3 separate regions of the Drosophila melanogaster genome follow, and all the other regions are linked to region 2. A link is a contact called in public Hi-C data. All regions are on one chromosome and are shown on one strand. Each heading gives the region's core, a stretch centred on a gene start, on an enhancer-like site or on the middle of the called end of the contact. The rest is flanking DNA. Distances are from core to core; before and after follow the strand shown. Region 1 holds the start of Hcf (Host cell factor). Region 2 holds the start of MED26 (Mediator complex subunit 26). Region 3 holds the start of CaMKI (Calcium/calmodulin-dependent protein kinase I).

What was found. Hi-C and Micro-C count contacts between places; a contact is called where the count stands out from the background.
Region 1: a contact with region 2 is called in a Hi-C map of the S2 cell line, with 4 times the contacts expected there. The contact joins the promoter of Hcf here to the promoter of MED26 in region 2. A contact is called at or near these places in 14 of 107 Hi-C or Micro-C datasets (the Kc167 cell line, the ML-DmBG3-c2 cell line, the S2 cell line and 5 more).
Region 3: a contact with region 2 is called in a Hi-C map of the Kc167 cell line, with 2.3 times the contacts expected there. The contact joins the promoter of CaMKI here to the promoter of MED26 in region 2. A contact is called at or near these places in 10 of 107 Hi-C or Micro-C datasets (the Kc167 cell line, the OSC cell line, the S2 cell line and 5 more).

The regions. Positions count from the first base shown.
Region 1 is chr4:358,514-362,970 of dm6, reverse strand. It overlaps Hcf (Host cell factor), which reads right to left and starts at 3,033. Exons shown (of 13, transcript NM_205873.3): 1 at 2,991-3,033; 2 at 1,965-2,384; 3 at 358-667; 4 at 89-300; 5 at 1-25. The coding sequence starts at 2,280. PMCA (plasma membrane calcium ATPase) reads left to right here and starts at 4,314. Exons shown (of 18, transcript NM_001201587.2): 1 at 4,314-4,421.
Region 2 is chr4:786,174-790,628 of dm6, reverse strand. MED26 (Mediator complex subunit 26) reads left to right here and starts at 1,651. Exons shown (of 6, transcript NM_166791.2): 1 at 1,651-1,734; 2 at 3,420-3,548; 3 at 3,603-4,437. The coding sequence starts at 3,483.
Region 3 is chr4:443,378-447,786 of dm6, reverse strand. It overlaps CaMKI (Calcium/calmodulin-dependent protein kinase I), which reads right to left and starts at 2,283. Exons shown (of 8, transcript NM_166764.2): 1 at 2,139-2,283; 2 at 552-686. It overlaps lgs (legless), which reads left to right and starts at 3,876. Exons shown (of 6, transcript NM_143665.4): 1 at 3,876-4,409. The coding sequence starts at 4,394.

The sequences.
Region 1 (4,457 bases), core at 1,784-4,283, 430 kb after region 2:
TTCGGCTTCGACCAAGTCATGGAGTCTTTAAATAATGTAAATCCATACTATAAAAAATATTAAAAAAGAAATCGAGTTATTGAGTTACCTGTTTCTAGCAACCATAAATCTCCCAAGCGGCAGCCGCTCATTCCACCATAAATCAAAAGATTTAAATTTCCGTTGCTTTTAGTAGCAAACGATATGCCTGTGTGCGACTCTCGTGGTGGCGGGCTATCCCCATATGTTTTAGGTACTATCCACTTTCCGTTATGACTGTGAACTCCTCGAGTATCCAGTATGTACAAGTCGTTTAAGTATCTACGGAACATTATTAAACAATCATTACAATTCTTCATTCGAAAATATGTAACTTACTTTGGAATATTATTTTTTGGGTCGTCCGATTCATTTGCTAGTCCGCCGAAAAGAAATATTTTTTCACCAACCATTGTAAAGCTGTGACCCAAGCGAGGACACGGTGACAACCCACTGTCTGGTGACTCTGGATACATTTTTCTCCATTCCCATTTAGTTGCCTGTAGCTCATAGAGCTCGTTTGAATATTTTCCGTATTCGATCATTCCCCCAAAAACAAACATGCGAGTACCCTCCACAACAAATCCATAAGCAGCGCATCCGTTCGGTACATCACCTTTTAGCACTGGGACGTACCACTGATTAGTAACTGAAATTAAAAAACGGAAATATATGAACAAATACATTTAATAAGCATCTAAAAATGAATAATTTGTCGAATGTCTTAAGAATTGAAGAACTGGACACGCTCATACTGACGGACTGACCGTAATGGTCAGATCGACTCAACTAATGATTCTGGTCTAGAGGGCCGGAATCCTGTTACACACTTTCATTGAATGCACAGTTGTGCCAGCCAGATTAATAATAACCACTCCTACATGTCTTTTTTTACCCGTTAATCGTAGAGTAAAAGGGTAGACTAGATTCGTTGAAAAGTATGCAACAAGCAGAAGGAAGCGTTTCCGACCATATAAAATATATATATTATTGATCTGGATCGATAACCGAGTGGATCTGGAAATGTCCGCCTGTATGAAAGTCGAGATCTCAGGAACTTTAAAAGCTAGATGGTTGAGATTAAACATACGATTCTAGAGACATAAACCCAGCGCAAGTTTGTTGACCCATGATGCCACGCCCGCAAACCGTACAAAACAGCCACGCCCACACTTAAAAATAATGTGATTACATTTTTTACATTTTTATTAGTCTTTTAAATTTCTAACTATTGCCAAAAATTTTTTCCCACGCCCACTCTAACGACCTAAAACCGCCCAAAATTGACCATATGTTTGAAAAACTTTTGGGTATTTTATTGTTATTTTATTTGTCGCTTAAATTACTATCGATTTGGCAAAAATCTTTTGCTTCGCCCACTTTATCGCCCTAAAGCCGACACGCCCACACTTTTGAACAATTGAACAATTTGAAAATGATGAAACTTCGAGTTCAGATTCACACTAGCTGAGAAACGGGTATCTGATAGTCGGGAAAATCGGCTGTAGCGTTCTCTCTTATTTTAAATTGGAGATTTTCTATGCTAGCTACAAAATTTTTATTACCGATTCAAATACTATAACTTTTCTATTACATTTTTCCTGTCAGTCAATCGCTAGTCATTAATTTATAATGCAAAAAGTATAGCTTCTATAGAAAATTAAGGTGTAGGTTTTATATTAAAATAATGTTTCAGAAATGTTATTACTTTTATATCATTTAATTTTTCTTAAATATGTTAATTTATTGAACATGTTTCACTTAATCATCATTATCACTTTAAAATTTGATAAACGGATGTTGTAATTCGAGTCGATCGAGCGAGTGCATCCTCACATCCTATTCTTAAAATGCATACTCTGTTGGTATACTATTTTGTTCAGAACTTCGGCTAACCGAATACGGTTATACATATGGCAAAACAGCACCAGGCCCAATATAGTTACCAGTATTATAAACGTGCAACTCGTCAACAATTCCTTCGTTTCCGCCGCCGAAGACGACCATTAGCTCTTTGATGTTTATCGCACGGTGTCCATGTCTCGGGCGGGGCTGCGGTCCGGTTGGGTTAAGAACTCGCTTCCATCGAAATCCGGTTAAGTTGCTGTCCAGCTGGTGCCCATCAGGGACATCCATATCCATAGAAATTCGATTAGCAAAACTGTGATTCTCGGCCTGAATAATATGCTCCGAATTGAGATCAGATGCCGATATTCGTTCTCCTGAAGAAAAGGCTGGATCCACAAAGTCTGAGCCTTCCATATTATGGCCAGCAATTTATTGTTTTGATAATATATATATATAACTTGATTATTGTAGACAGCTACAAATTAGGTTTGCATTTCCTTTCACGGTGCGTAGTCCATCTGGGAAATTAAAATTTAAATATATTATTACGATTTAAAGACACTTATTTAGTTCTTAGCTTCATAAATGCAAAACCTTTCAAAACAAAAACAAAGCATCCGACAAGATTTTAAAACCCACAACTATTACTTGTAGTTTAACTTCTGCGATCAAAGCACTGAATTTCCTCAAAATACAGTTTAAATCGAGTTTTTAAAGTTTGAATAAATATGTTTAAAAATGATTACCATATACTAAATATGAATGCATTAAAAACAGCTAGTACAAAGGTATGCTGATACTTAAAGGAGTATTTATATACCGAATGGCTTTGTGCTTATGTGTTTCCTTTAATTGTAAAATACTAAAAACCCAAAGGCATTCTCTATGTAATGCACAATTTATTTTGGCCTGGCAATGCTGGAACTAGACGCTTCCCTATAATGGATTAGGTCTACGCGCAAAAACTTTAACAAATCAGCCAATCAAATCTTGGAAAATAATTGATATTTGAGAGATATTTTATATGAAGTTCATATTTAAATGCTATACGACAATTTTCACTTTTAATGTTCAAAAAGACAAACACTATTAAGAATTATCAAAATTAAAAGCCGAACTGAGACCTCACACACGCAATTACTTATTAGAGGTGAACTTACAGAAGAAAAATATCGATACATAGATTGCTTAAGCTAAAATCTGAACATTGCCCACTTATTTGACCGCAAAAGCGGAAACAGTATATAAGCGTATTTTACAAAATTAGCATTCCACTATGTTTCCACTGCAGAAAAAATATTTGAAGATATTATTACTTTTTAATAGAAACTTAATAATTTTATAACAGCTCAACAGAAATGAGTTCATACGCAATGGAACACACAAATAATTTGAAGTCTAGAGAATTTTTCTTTTATAAATCTAGATAGGGATTGTTGTTACATAAGTTAAGTGAGGTTTAGTGTCGGAAATAATGTTTACTTTGACGATCATTTTCGAATTAATATTTGTGGTGCGAATATGAATCAAATCATATATAAATGATATACATACATATATGTATATACATACATATACATATATACAATAATTTCTGGACAGGTCGTTGTTTGTACTCTTCTAATTCAATCGATGCAAAGTGCAAAAGCGAAACAAGGACATGCTGGTTCTCAAAATTAATGGTCCGTAGGGTATTGAAAAGAATGAAAAAGGTTTTATACTTTTCAAGGAATTTTGTACACCCTATTACTCTACAAATAAAATATGTAGTTTTCAACGAGTTTTATGCATTATACATAATGTTTGGGTGTTTTAGAATAGAGAGTATAGAATGTTAAATGTATATATGTAAATGCTTTAACAATATTCCTATGGTATATGTAAACTCGTTCCGATTTCTTGGTTTCAGAAGTATGGACTTTATTAATAAATAATAAATTATGTATTGGCTTTTAACATGGTTTTGTTTTATGTGATAGTGCCAATCAATATATTTTTAACACAATTACATTTATATTTTCCGAGTGTAAAGAAACGTTTATGCTCTTATCTCATAAGAAGGTGATCGTCGCAGTACTAACGTAAGATAGGCAAGCAAAAGATAAGTTGATGCGACAATTCAGACAAACAGCTGGACAGCTATCTTTCAAATACTTCTCTTTAAATAACTGTGGCGCTGAGATTTTGCCGCAGTTCAGTGTAAACTTATATGTAGGCATAACCGATTTTCTAACATTTTAACTAAAAAGAAAAGTGAAGAGGTATTACGACGTAAGAGAGATATGCTACACGAACATTTGTGCTAGCGCGGCGTAATAAAATAATTTATTTTTACACTACATGTGAAAATACATCGATATTAGAATATTACAGTTTTGTGAAAACTAAGTGATTTCGATAGTAAAAGTTTGATATATCGATATATATTTCCCTGTGGAAAAATAAATACTGCTGAAAAGGAAGGCGTCACAGTGTCAGTACTTTATATTAAATATTTCGCTATATATTGTGGCGTTTAACTTGAGTCGTGTACAATTATTTCGCCTTCTAGTTGTGTACGTATTCCAAAAAAAATGCAGTTTTTAACAGTT
Region 2 (4,455 bases), core at 402-2,901:
GTTAACAATGGAGTTTGGAACAAACTAAAGGAAATGCAGGAATACCTAAAGAGCGTTAAATATCACGGGAATAAAATATATTGTGTTGATGGCTTGATCCAAACTACTGAAGCTATATTTGGACTCGTCGAAGATCTCTTTAAGGATCACACAGACCACTTTTTCTTTTTAACTAGTAGAGTTAACCAGGATCCCCTTGAAAATATATTTGCGTGCGTTCGAGCAAAAGGTGGTAACTGCAGAAATCCTTCAGTTAACGAATTTAATATAATAATTGCCAAGCTCATATCTCTACACATTTTTAAATTTTCACAAAAGTCGAATTGCGAATCAGATGATGATGTTATGTTGCCAATAGAGTTCGATTCGATAATATATCAGCCTTTCGTTGAAAAAAAAGAAATACAGCAACAAGAATACTCTGTATCATTTTCCAAAATCGTGCAAGACAATGAGAGGTACTTTGACCAAAATATAGATAACTTTTTGTGCAATGATGTACCCATTGAATTAACTTCCAGTAGATATTTTGTTGGATATATTGCTAAGGGATCCAGTTGCGATAAATGCAGATCGGTAATTTTAAAAGAAACCGAGCATTTAACAGCTCCATCAGAGCTTTTTATACATGAGAAAAACTACTCAATAGAATCGGACTTCGGGAAATTAAGGGCACCATCTGATTTATTTTTTAATATTTACAAAATACACATTAAAGCTTTCGAAAATATTTTTAAAAATAATAAAAAACAAATGTGTATAAAAAAATTTATTGTTGAGCAATGCATTAAGTGCACAAATGAAAGTAGTGCCTTCCCATTATGGTTTTATGAAAATAATGAATGTTATGCACATAGAACAGATCTTTTAAACAAACTTATAAAAGTTTTGCTTTTTAAGCATTGTAAGTGGACTGTGATAGCTGATAGACAAAAAAAGCAAGCTAAGCTCAGCATTCTATCTCATGAATAAAAAAAATGAGCGTTATTTAAATAACTGACGACTGAAAAATCGAGCAATATATAATAAAAAACAATAGTTAGAAAAATAACTTAATTGGGGAATATGGAAATGTTTTAATGTTAAACATTAAAATATTTCAAGTCGACTCGAAGGTCATATACGTAAATATAAGACCCCATTACAATTGTAATGGCCTCCCCGTAGTGTTCCCTGGGTACCGACTATTACACATATTACACATAAATAATTATCAACATAAATATAAATATGTAAACGGTAGCTAATTCGAGCGGCGATTTTAACAAACGAATTTAAAAAGCTTTAAAATTAAAAAATTTTAAAATTAAAATTAAAATTTTAAAATTATAATAAGAAGGGCGCGAATTTTTAAAAATTATTTTATTTCATCATATTGCTACGAAATTGGCAAAAAACTACCCTAATATGTACAATGTAAATTCATTTCTTTGATCAGAATTGATTTCGGCCCGAAAATCGTCTTCTAGCACAACACCCACACATATACGCGTTCCCGTCTCTTGTTTTTACTCACACAAGCAAGCAAATTCTATTTTTAGATTTCTTATGTTCTCAGCGTGAGCGAGCGGAAAGAGAGCAATTTTGGCCGTCACCAAAAAAGTGGCTGCATAGTGCCAAACCAATGTATGGCCGTTACGCATCTTGTTATTCTAGTGTCTTTGGTATGGCCGTTACGCATCTTGTTATTTATATGGCTTTGAATAGACCATGTGCAGTGTGATTAATGTGGGGGTATGTATTAAAAACGACATATAATATAAGTATATTTATGTATGTGCAAAAGGAATATATCAGGATATTTCGGTAAGAGCGACAAACCAGCCAAGTGTGAATTTATGAAGTTGATGCATCTATATTTTTGCAAATCTCAAGTTTATATGCAGAAGAGTCACTGTCGTTATATTTGAATTTTGCTCACTAGCGGAGATGATTAAATTTTTTATTATTGTACTGAAATACAAAAATGTTTTTTAAACTTAATTAGCATTTTAAGTAATAATAGTTTTTCTCCGGTATTCTAACGTTACCAGTGTGAACGGATCGGACAAGCATTCTTCCTAATTTAGTACTACTAACCGTTTATATTCCAATTACACTATATATATGGACACAGTCAGTTTTGGTTTTTGTCAAACACGGAAACACAGTATAAGCATGGGGTAGCTCAGTTCTTAGACGGGAAGGTCAATAAAATCTCTTCTGCTCGAGGTTCAGAATAAGAATAATATTATAGAACATATTAAAAAAAAAGCCGCTGTGGTAAAATGTGAATATAAAAAATTAAACATATTCTTTTTCTGTTGCTTATTAAATGTAAAATATATTCTTATATACAAAAGGCTTCCAAAGGTTTTGCAATAAGAAAAAAATATATACTCGATTTTGGTGCTGAAGGATAGTACTATAGTTTACTTTTTTTCAATTGTGAGATGATCCCTTAACCCAAGTTATGGGGTTTGGTAATTGTAAGCCATTTGTTTGTTTTTTGTTTTTGAAGAACACCGAGAGCATTTGTTTTGTACAAATCCTATATATACACACTTTTTTCAAATATTTCGCATTGAAATGAAAGAGTTTAAGAATCTTTATATATCCTTAACAAAAAAAAAACGGCATTGCTAGTCCGAATAAAATAAGTTAAGGGTAAAAAAACAAACAATATTTTAATATTCTCCATATTAAGTAAAGCGGGTAACTGGACGGAGAATCTACGAAATCGTTTTATATTTTACAAAATATATAGGACAACGGGAAAATATCCAAACCACAAAGCAACAAAACCTTCATTTTCTGGTCTGGTATATTTGACCCTTTTTTCATTTTGAGATTCACGCATTTAGCCCAAAAATGGACGTTTACTTTATATAATACTCCTATAGGTTTTCATGTCACATATAATACAATTCCTCTTCAATTCTGTTTGATAGCAGTATGATCAGGCCTTCCTGTTAAAAGAAATTCACGTGAAAGTATATCGATAATAATTGTTAAATACTTATCGATTTTCTGCCACCCTTGAAGTGCAGCTGTCATTGGTAAAAATGGCGAATTGTAATAAAGTCGGGAAGTCAACCATAAATTATTAATTTTCCTTATTTTGGACAAATACAAATTTTCATATTCAAGGAAGTGCGCTCAGGAAGCACAGACTTTACATTCGAAGTGTGCATATTTGTAAGCATAACGATTGAGCAATACACGTTTTGTATTGGTATGAGTGTTTCACAGACACGCTACTAACTCGGGTATTAAAATTTTTGAACTTCTGGGTCTTTAAACTTTACTTAATAGCAATTTTACGGCTATTTATAATAGTATTTATTTTGCAACAACGTGAAGTGAATACACTATAACTTTTTACTTTCTACCTACTACTTACTTTTCTATTACTTTCCTTATTTTTCTAACTTGGACAGTATTTGCATTTCGCCGTCCCTTGAATCTGGATCAGGGCAATATTTACGCACCGCAAGATATAAATGAACCAAATCGAAATACAGGAACTTACTACTCACCTATCCCAGGCACTTGATCAAAACTACGATGTAAGAAAACGTATTACCTTATCAACAAATCAGTTAATGTAAAGATCTTTTCAGGTCGTCAATATGGACGCAGTTCTCTGTGTCATATGTGCATTGGAGGGTACAACTATCACCAAGGAGCAGTTGGAGGCCACCAGATTGGCTAAGTACATAAATCAGCTCAGAAGAAGGACTAAGAATGAACATTTGGCTCGACGTGCAAAATCCTTGCTGAAAAAGTGGCGGGAAATGGTAGGAATTCAGCAAACAGCCACTGAAAATTTGGCACATCCCAGTCAAATTTCATCTTCACAACCAGCATTAGATTTGGTTAAGTCCCCTATCACCAGCTTTATTACAGAACCAATTGCTCCTTCGCAGCAAATAGTTTCAGATTTGCATTCAAATATCGACTCTGCGGAGCCTCCGCTTTCGGGTGAACATACCCTACTTCATCCGAACTTCTCCAACCTTGTAAATAGTATAAAAGATAGCGATCGCCACGAAAACATCGCTATAACGACATTGCATACTCACAAGGATCGGCGACATTCGCATTCCATCCGAAGTTGCCACGTGGCCTCTCCTCAGCCCATCGTCATAGATCATTCGGTAAATTCCGTGATTAACTTGACCGATGACAGCACCGTGAAGATAAACGAAGCTTCAGTTGTTATTGACATAGCTTCGGATTCCGATGAGAATGACAATAACGGTTCGTTAAATCCAAAAAAATTAAACTCAATTGTTCCTGCGCCACTTCCAATACCATCTACACCAAGCTCACGGCAACGCAAATTAAAAAAGGAAAAAAGAAGTAAGGAAAGAGAAGGACAGGTCGCAACAAATACAAGATTTGGTGCAAAAGCCAGCGACGGGTTTCAACAGGCCGCTCTGACAACAGATTCGGGTATGATTCAATTGTATT
Region 3 (4,409 bases), core at 1,034-3,533, 340 kb after region 2:
ATGTTTTGGTTTAGCATTCATTACTCAAGTTATATTAAATGCAAAAGCTACTATTTTCACAATTGTAATATCTGGATCGGTATTATAATAAAACAAAATATCTCGAAAATTAACCTATACTTTTATATTTTTTAGTAATAAAAAATCTAAGATCAAGTAAAAGAAGTGAATATTAAACATAAATTAGACAGAACAAACTGAGGATTTTACTATGCCCAACACCAAACAGTATTCTACAGTCGCGATTTTAATATGTATATTGATTTTATTGTTTTTAATGGGTTTATGATCACATACTAAGTTTTTCTACCACGAGTAAGAAATATTCATTGCGAAATCTAAATTTGTATATATATGTAAATATGTATAGATAATAAGAAACGATTTCGATTAAAGTTTAATGATCAAATGCGACATTAAGAATTGTCAGTTTCATATTTTCTTTCGGTGTACAGGCACAAAATGTATATCACTCTTTATTTTATTTATTCCGAGTTGTATTGGTGCCTATTTTCTTTTTAACGTCAACTCTAAATTATTAACTTCCTTACCTTCTCAAAACGCGAATTTCATTCTCCAGAGATTCTTCCTTTCCCTTTAGAGCTTTCTTATCGATAATTTTCACTGCAAAATGTTCGCCTGGCGAATCTTTGCTTTCGGCTAGGCGTACTTCTGAAAAGGCTCCACTTAAGCGGTAAAAAAAGGTTAGTCATTAAAGTATTTAAAAATCTTTTTGCTTAGCAGCACGTACGTCCCCAGAAGTCCGTGAAGATTGTATTTCTCTTCAATTGACACTTGCTTATTGAGCTCCTTTAAGTCCTTCGCCTTGGCTTTCTTGCCCGAATCCTTTTTGCCAAACAAAGGCATTTCTAAGCAAGTTGATTTTGAAGTAGTATGTATTTTAGATTGCCGAAATTCGCATGGTTATTACTCTTCAACAGTTTAAGCCAGACTTCTCACAGGGTTCTAAAAGTTATAACGACGAACCCTATCAGCGAAGACGATCATATATATTCACAAAAGCAGGTTACATACATACATAGCTAGACACAAAGCAATGCAGTTGTTTTCGGTTTGGGAGCTCAATTATTCCGCTCAGTAATGAGCCCAGCTGCCAAAGGTTAAATTTTAGCTGATTACCTTATATTGCGTACATCTGTAGTCGAAAACAGACACTTGCATATCACACAATATTTACGTATATATATATATATATATATATATATACAATAATATACAATATTTATATATATGCATATATATACATATACATATATAATATATAATTGGGTTTATTTACATATACATGTATAAGTTTTATACATGCTTAAGAAGTATTACGAATTAACCAAAACAAGCGCAGGATCTCGGTGGCTTCACTTGAAAGCAGAAAACAATTGAAGACGAATTTTCAAAACGTTCCCCATATTGCAGACTTTGTTGCAAGCCAACACGTTTCTATTTAAAAAAAATACATCAAATGTATCTAGAAACTGTTTACAGGTCCTTTTGTTTACACAAATATTTATTCAGTATTCTCCAAATCTATAAATACTTGTGCGTTGCAGCGTAATGTCTGTTTTAAAGGAATACACACGCTAGGAATTACAATTACTTTTAGTATTGATTTATTGATTTTCTTCAGGCGCTGGCGCAACCATTGTGGCAGTGTTGACCAGTCAGCTATTTTTTCCTAAAAACTTTGTACTACTAATCTATGTATATGTAGTTTTTCCCAAAAGCGAATTGTTAGTCATTTTTCTCTGGAGCGCTTATATGTATATACATATAGCATAGTAAGTTAGTGATTATACATCTTACCTTTTTATTTGCAAAGCAAATGTAATGAATTTGTTTTTTGATTAGCTCATAGACTATCGGACACGAACAAAAAAATTAATTTTTCAAGTTATGTCGTTATTTTTTTTACATAATACTTAATACTATACATTTATACAGTTAAAATCTTTCAAAAAAGTAACTTTCAACCAAATCCGGAAATAAATTCTCAGTACGATTTTCACAAATTGGTTTACCGTGACACACTGCTCCATTGTTTCCAAATCTTAGCGGAACTTTAAACGTGACAAACTTATTTTGAAACATTAGCATTGACTGTTAAAATTGTGATACGTCACCTGGTTCTGGTTAAGTCAAAACAAATTGAACAAAAATTTCTTGGTGATTAAAAATATTTAAATAAATTTATATCTGTACTCTATTGATTTCCTATTGATATTTTGGAACTAAACCTTGGAACCAATCTTGGAAATTATAATTCTTGCGAACGTTCATGGACAGGAACAGGGCGAGACATTTCATTCCAAAGAAACAGTTGGGAAATGAAAACGCTTTAAGTTCTAATTAAAACAACTACCACTAGACTGAAGCTTAAGAAATAAATGCTTAAGCTAAATGTATTATATAATTTTTATTATCTGCAACATTTTAGTGAATAAACAGTTAATAATTGGAGTACATTCAAATTTGTATGTTGTTCTCAGATAGGTGACTGTGGCATGGATAATAGCATTTTCACACAGATACCAATATATCCGTTAAATTCTTAAAGTGAAAATTTTCAAGTTAATTAAAATTATTATGGATTTTTAAAAGAACTTTTTGAGGCAACACTTACTGGTTAGTAATCTATATAATGTAAGCATTAAATCAAACTTTTAACTTATAAGCATTTTATGGAATCATAAATATTCTTAATTGCTTTTAAATAAATTAAATTTAAATTAATAAATTTTAATAAATTAAAATCTCGCTTAGGTGTTTGCGACTATGGAAAACATGCTTAATATCCTAAGACCAAAAAATTTACAAATTTTTTTTTTTTTAATGCGTATCTTGATTTAGAGATTCAAGACCAAAATATATATATATATATATATTAAATAACATTCAAATCATAGAAGCATTTTAAATTAAATTTAATTTAAATTTAAATTAATAAATTTTAATAAATTAAAATCTCGCTTAGGTGTTTGCGACTATGGAAAACATGCTTAATATCCTAGGACCAAAAAATTTACAAATTTTTTTTTTTTTAATGCGTATCTTGATTTAGAGATTCAAGACCAAAATAGCTGTCATATATATATTAAATAACATTCAAATCATAGAAGCAATACTGTTTTGGGATTTGTCTAAGCAACAAACATTTTTGTTTAAATGAAAACATAATTGCATTTCATTTTTTATTCATGAATTAATGCAAAACAAGAGAAAACTCTTTAGTAGATATCCCCGATATGAGATACCCGCAACTCAGCAAGTTTTTTGTTAAGATAAAATGGGAAAAAAGCTAAAATAGCTTTGACAAATGTGGACGTGTCAGTTTTGGGTGGCTTATGGGTGTTTTGCAGACAAATATAAAGGCAGAAACACACGGAAAGACGGACATAGCCAGATCAACTCATCTATAACTATCCTGATAAAGTACATATATCTTTTACTCCACGTGCAATGGGCTATATTATTTGTGAGAACAACACAACGACGCCGGCTGTTCAGATATTTATAAGAGTTTTGCGATATCCCTGTTATTGAGCAAATATAGATAATAAAAAAGCAATAAACGGAACTAAAACTAAGTTTTTTTTTCCAACCAATGTGAAGAAAATTATTACCTCAAATTACAACGGGGACGACAACCACCCAAGAAAAAATATGTTTTTCCATATATATATGCAAATGCTTCGATTTGTAATTCAAAATAATAAAATATGAGATTGCTGACTGAGCTGCATTGGTCTTGCTTAATAGGGTCTTAAATGAGTAGTGGATGTTTTATGGAATACCCTGGTTATTTATGACTTAAAGCTACCAGATCTGGAATTCTAGTATGAAAGTAATAATTATACCAAATTTGGTTTGTTCGAATTATCGCGGTCTGGTCACATATAAGGGTAGTAATTACATTTTTTATATATTAGATTGCTTCTCTTATTATGCGAGCTGTTTATTCCAAAGTATGTTCGCAATTTTCGACTCCTGCTAACATAACGCACGGTTAAAGCAGGAACATTTGGGCCTATAAGCCCAAAATTTCATTAGCTTAATACGATGCTCCGAAGTGTTATTGCATTTGCACATATACATAAAATTGTGACATAGAATAGGAGAATTCCACATACAAATACAAAAATACAAAATCCTCCAGTAAAATTTAAAACGATATCGTGTTTTGCTTCGCGTATCTCACGTGAGATGTAATCGCATGCATATGAGTGGTGAGTGCCTGCGTGCAGTTCCTGGTCTAAATATGCTTAATTGCGTTCGCCGACTTCAAAAGCAATAAAACGATGGATTTTAATTGCTACTTGAGCAATTAGCCACACAAGGGATCTTGGGAAGGTCGATTTGAAGGAATTCGATTTCTAGGATGCTCTCGACAACAA